2 separate regions of the Sus scrofa genome follow, and region 1 is linked to region 2. Evidence: chromatin contacts called from public HiChIP or PLAC-seq data. All regions are on one chromosome and are shown on one strand. The core of a region is the stretch at or near the end of the contact, and the rest is flanking DNA. Distances in the headings are between cores, read along the strand shown.

Evidence for each region. HiChIP or PLAC-seq counts read pairs in DNA pulled down with a chosen protein or histone mark.
Region 1: an H3K27ac HiChIP or PLAC-seq map of skeletal muscle shows a contact between it and region 2. The contact joins the promoter of NREP here to the promoter of EPB41L4A in region 2. A contact is called at or near these places in 1 of 5 promoter capture datasets (fetal liver), 9 of 47 Hi-C or Micro-C datasets (embryonic fibroblasts, epiblast stem cells, fetal skeletal muscle and 4 more) and 1 of 2 datasets of contacts at active chromatin or transcription factors (skeletal muscle).

Annotation. Positions count from the first base shown.
Region 1 is chr2:117,504,525-117,507,224 of Sscrofa11.1, forward strand. NREP (neuronal regeneration-related protein) reads left to right here and starts at 1,327. Exons shown (of 7, transcript XM_021084633.1): 1 at 1,327-1,495. LOC100518827 reads right to left here. Exons shown (of 4, transcript XM_013995035.2): 2 at 581-1,455; 3 at 114-188. The coding sequence ends at 795.
Region 2 is chr2:117,233,757-117,236,456 of Sscrofa11.1, forward strand. It overlaps EPB41L4A (a long non-coding RNA gene), which reads left to right and starts at 1,431. Exons shown (of 23, transcript XR_002342070.1): 1 at 1,431-2,066; 2 at 2,471-2,700. It overlaps LOC106509522 (a long non-coding RNA gene), which reads right to left. Exons shown (of 6, transcript XR_002342073.1): 1 at 2,624-2,700.

The DNA of each region.
Region 1 (2,700 bases), core at 77-2,576, 270 kb after region 2:
ACAGATATAGCAGTACTAATACTGCCAAACAAATAATGAACAATTATTAACTAATACCTACTAGAGAAGGCACCCCAACCTAGAAAGTTTCTCATTCTGAAGTATCAACTTACCTTAGGTCATCTTTCTGCTTCCTCATAGTCATGGATTAAGCTAGCGAGTCTATGCTTCAAGCGTCCATCTTTCAGCTGAACAAAAATTAAAACCGGTTAAGAGAAACACCTAACACTGGCAGAATCAAAATCACTTATGCAAGTAACATGAGCTAACTGTTACTTAAGCAGCTCCTACACCGAAGATATCAAATACAAAGGCAGTAAAAGGCTGCAAAAGTGTTTGATTTTTGCCTTTTTTGACACCACATTCACTAGTTGCCAAAAGTGAATGGGCAACACAAAGGCTGCAAGAAAACCGCGGAAGCAATGCTGTGTGGCCCAAAGTTCCAGACCCCAAAGCAACTGCGATGATTTGTTCTGTTGATTAGAGCTGAGGGGAACTAATCGCAGCTCCACATTCTCCTTTACGACTCAGAAACAAAAGCCTAAGTCTTTTAATATCGTCAAACTTCGAAGCAACTCACCTCCAAAGCTGGTGACACTAATTTCCGCATCTTAAAATCCAAGTTCTGCATCCTGAAAGTTATGAAGATCTAAACCTTAAACGGCACTTCCGCGCTGACCCGATTTCACACTGGCAGGCAGACATAGGTGCAGTTACACGGCGTGGCCTTTTCCTTTCAGAGCCAAGAAATCTCCGCTTCCATTAAAATTTCTTTGACATACAGTCTATGAAACTCAAACGCCCCCCAAGCCATCGCTCCAGCTCCTGGCGAGAGAGCCCTGGCAGGGGGCCACTTCGGGGCCTCCTGAGGTCCCATCGACAACGTGGCGGGAGCTAGAACTGGCCGCTGCCCTCCACGCATTTAGGGCCGGGGACTCTCGGCCCTGGAACTGCTGCGGCGCGGGCCTCACCAGACTCAAGGCGGCCGCGCGCTCCTGCCCGGGGCCCCGGCGGTCAGAGGCCATGTGGCCACGCGTCCGAAGGCTGCAGCCATCCTCGAAACTCCCGGACAGAACATCCGGACGCAACGCCGAAGGTGGAAAGGCTGCGCACTCTTCCCACAATGCTTTTCTATGACTGGAAGGACCCACTGCGCGAGGGGGGGAGAATGGACTGTACCATCGACCGCCGCGCCCCCGCGAGACGCCACCATGTGGCTGGAGGGCGAAGTGCATAGTGATTGGCTGAGGGGCGGGGCTCCATGAGAAAGCTTTGTGAGAAAGGCGTGTTTGCGCGCTGAACTCCCGACTCCCGAGGCATCGTGCAACTAGTTTTTCCGGCGCCGAAGGAGCTTTTATCAAGCGTGACTTTCTACCCACCCTTCTTCGCAGTGTTACGGGCACACGGTCACCGCTGAGCTGCGGGTGTAGCCCGAAGGACTTGAGACCTCGTGTTCTGAGGGAGGACAGAGCTCACCGTCTCCAGCTGAGGAAGAGTAAGGTCATTAATTTCAGAAATATTTATTGAGTACTTAGTATGCTTCATGCTCTTTTCTAAATGCCTGGCAGTCAGGTGTGAATGAGACAGACTAGTTGCGTGAGAAAGACACAAAACAGGTAACATGGACACTGTTAAGTCCAGATAGTGTAAGTACCAAAAAAGAAACAAAAGGGGGTAAAATGTGATAGAGACGCGCTGTTTGGTAGGAATCTAGTGCAAACAAGGAATATTATTTTATATATTTATTTTATTTGTTTTTCTAGGGCCGCACCCGCTGCATATGGAGGTTCCCAGGCTAGGGGTAGGGGTTGAATCAGAGCTGTAGCTGCTGGCCTTCACCATGGCCACAGTAGCTTGGGATTCAAGCCGCATCGGTGACCTACACCATAGCTCATGGCAATGCCGGATCCTTAACCCACTTTGTGAGGCCAGGGATGGAACTGTGTCCTCATGGATACTGGTCGGGTTCCTTAACCGCTGAGCCACAATGGGAACTCCATGAATGTTATTTTAAATGTTGGAAAAGCCGCAAAAAAAGGTAAAAGGAACCAGCTAAATTAATCTTAACAGTAATTCACCATGTGCTCAATATTGTCATTGCAACCTGTAATCAATATAAAATCATTGATGATGTATTTGCATTTTTTTATTCGTACTAAGTCTTCAAAGTCCAGTATATATCTTATATTACCAGTACATTTGAGTTCAGACTAGTCCCATTTCAGGTGCTCAGAAGCAGGCCTTGGCCAGTGTCGCTGGAGCAGTGGCAGGAGGGCAGGGTGGCTTGAGATGCAGTGTAGGTGACAGGCAGGAGCAAATCCTGTCAGGCTTTGTACCTGTGGTAAGGAGTTGGGATTTTATGCTGAAATTTTAGAAGCGATCAGTACCAGAAAGAAAGTTGAGGTGGTTAATTGGCTTTATGCTGATAACCATTCCTCATTGAAAGGATAGAGGCTGCAGTCATTTGGGCTGACTGGTAGCACCTGGGGCTCCCTGCACCTGTAAGTCCTAGTAGAGACTTATTCAGGGACCACCTCCCAGGACCTTTCTTTGTTTCTTTGAAGCAAAAAGAAACAGAAAAGAAAGAAAAAGAGGGAGGGAGGAAAGAAAAAAAAAAAAAAAAAAAAAAAGGAGAGAGAGGAAGGAAAGGAAGGAAGGACGAAGAAAACATAAAATGCAAGCCCATAGCCCAGTGGTCGT
Region 2 (2,700 bases), core at 181-2,680:
AATGGAAAAGAAAATGCCTTGTGCAGAAAAGGCTGTGTCATATGTACAGGACTCCATGGTTTTGTATTTTTCCTTGTGGGGAGTCTAGAACAGAACCCTTGCCCCACCCCCAACCTCCAGCCTTTTCATTACCATTGGAGGTAAAACAAAACAAAACCACAAAATCAAAGAACATAAAACAGGTGGCAGCAAAACCCCAAACTAGTCAACAAATGATTATACCTGGGTCTTATCTTTTGTTTTTGCAAGCCTAAGTGGCTCTACTGGATACTGTAGTAAAGAATAAAAACCTTCTATGCAATCTTTCAATCACATTTGGTAATTTGTATCAGGAATATTATATTACAGAAAAGATTCTACAAATAAAGACACTAAAATCTATAATAATAAGATATCAGCTCACCTGAGGCAAAACTGCCAGTGCAACCCAAGTTGGACATACAATTCCACTGGCAACTCAAAATCTGCTTCAATTTCACAGAATGCTTGAAAGATAAAAGAGGGTTTGGAGTTCCCACTGTGGTGCAGGGGAAACAAATCCGACTAGTAACCACGAGGTTGTGGGTTCCATCCCTGGCCTTGCTCAGTGGGTTAAGGATCTGGCATTGCTGTGAGCTGTGGTGTAGGTTGCAGATGCCCCTGGATCCTGTGTTGCTGTGGCTGTGCCCTAGGCTGGCTACAGCTCTGATTAGACCCCTAGTCTGGGAATCTCCATATGCTGCGGGTGCGGCCCTAAAAAGCAAAAAACAAACAAAAAACCAAACCAAACCAACCAACCAAAAAAAACCCCCAGGGTTTGATTTGTAGCTTTAGGTTAAGTTCATAACAAATACGATGGGTTTATCACACTTTGGGGTTTTTACTAATTCATGTTGAAATCTGGCTGAGACAGCAGGGAAGGAGGCTTCCTAAAGAAAGTCTTTTGTGTATGGGAGGAAATTCCTTCCAAAGTTGGACTGTGCAATTCCATTCTACTGTGCTGTGGATGTCGGTTTTTGTTTGTGTGTGTGTGTGTGTGTGTGTGTGTTACTGTTGTTTGTTTTTGTTTTAAAGTACAGATGTCCTAGGCTTTAAGCAAATTTTTTTGTGCTTTGGCTCCCTAGCTTACAAGTGGTGGTGGTGGGGAACTCAAAACTATGCCTGATGCTGAAGCCCTTGCTCTGGTACTCTATGTAAAGTAGAGAGGATTTCTGGGAGGCCTACCATCAACCCTACCCAGTGTATTCCCCTTGTGTCTCCTCTTAGCTTCCACTTGCATTAACTCGCTTCTGGTTCCCAGCTGGAGAGCACAGATTGCACCTGCTCCGAAGGCCAGCGGGGGCCCTGCCTCACCCCAGCCTCGGTTGCTCGTGCACGGACACAGGGACCCACCAGGGGTCACTGCAGCCTCAGAGCTATTGTGCCCGTCCGTGCTGGACACAGCCGGTCGCGCGGAAGGCGTGGGACTGCGAGCACCGAACGCCAGGGTCCGAGTAGAGCTGCGCCCTGCCTTCCAGCAAACCTCTGGGTCTACTCAGGAAACCGACACTGTGAGGTGGCCAGGGTCCCAGACGGCGAGATGGCTCGGCCCCGGCGCCACGCGGGTTTTCATGCGGACCTTCAGCACCTCGCTATTTGACCACCTCCGCTCCGCCCTCCATCCCCAGCCGAGACCCCGCCCAGAAGGGACGACCCCTTCCCGGCCACTGGGTCCCCGCTTCGCTCCGGGACCTTTTGCGGACGCCCGGGCCCGGTCCAGCTGCACCTGGGCTGCTCCCGCCCCGGGCGCCACCCCTAGCACCGCCTAGAGAACTTTCCCGGGAGCCGCCGCGGCCTGGCGCGCCCAGGGCACACCCCACCAGCCCGCCGGCCGCGTTCCCAGCCGGGGCGCCCGCCCCTTCGCCCTCAAGTCCCCCGACTGCCAGCTTCTCTGAATCTCTCGCAGAAGCAGCACTCTGCCGCCGGGGCAAGGGGTTCTCGGAGGGAAAGCTTCAACTTGGCCACACACAGAAACCCGTGATGAACTCGGGGATCCTCAGACGGGATCCGCGCCCCGCGACGAGCTGACCTCTGCTCCGCGGGTCGTGGTAAGGAGACTGATGTCCTTTCCGACCCTTTTCTGGCTTCCCGGTGCCCGTGGGCTGGGGGCGGGGTGGAGGTAGCTGATTGAGAGGCGACCCTCGCCACTGCCCCTGCAGTGGGGCCGGAACGTCGTGGGTACCCCTTAACACAAAGGAACAGCCCAGTGTTCCCCAGTCGGCGGACCAGACTGACGGCTGCGGTGTGGGGTGGGAGCTGGAAGTGCGCGCCCGCTGGGGACCCTCGCGGCGGAGGAGAGGCCTTTGCGTTTGAGGCAGCGCATCGGCCGGGCGTGGGTGGCGGGGGCTGCAAAGCTTCTAGAGGCTTCCAAGCCCGAGGAGGGCCTGGAGCTTTCGTCCCTCCCTTTTCTTGCCTCTTGTCCCCTTTGACAGGCGACTTTTGTCGTCCCCAGGGTTGCGGGAGGGGCCGCGGTGCCCCCGCCTTCGGAGGAGCCCGAGCCTCAGGATGCGCGGGGACGCGCCGCCGCCCTCCGCGCCCAGTTCCGCCGGCGCTGCCCGGGCGGCTCCCGGGCGCTGACTCTCCCGGGCTTCTCCGTGCTCCTTACCTCCTGCTAGCGCCCGGCCGCGGGTCTTCGCCGCCCTGGACCCCGCCGGCAACCGGTCCTCTCGTCCTCGCCGCGGC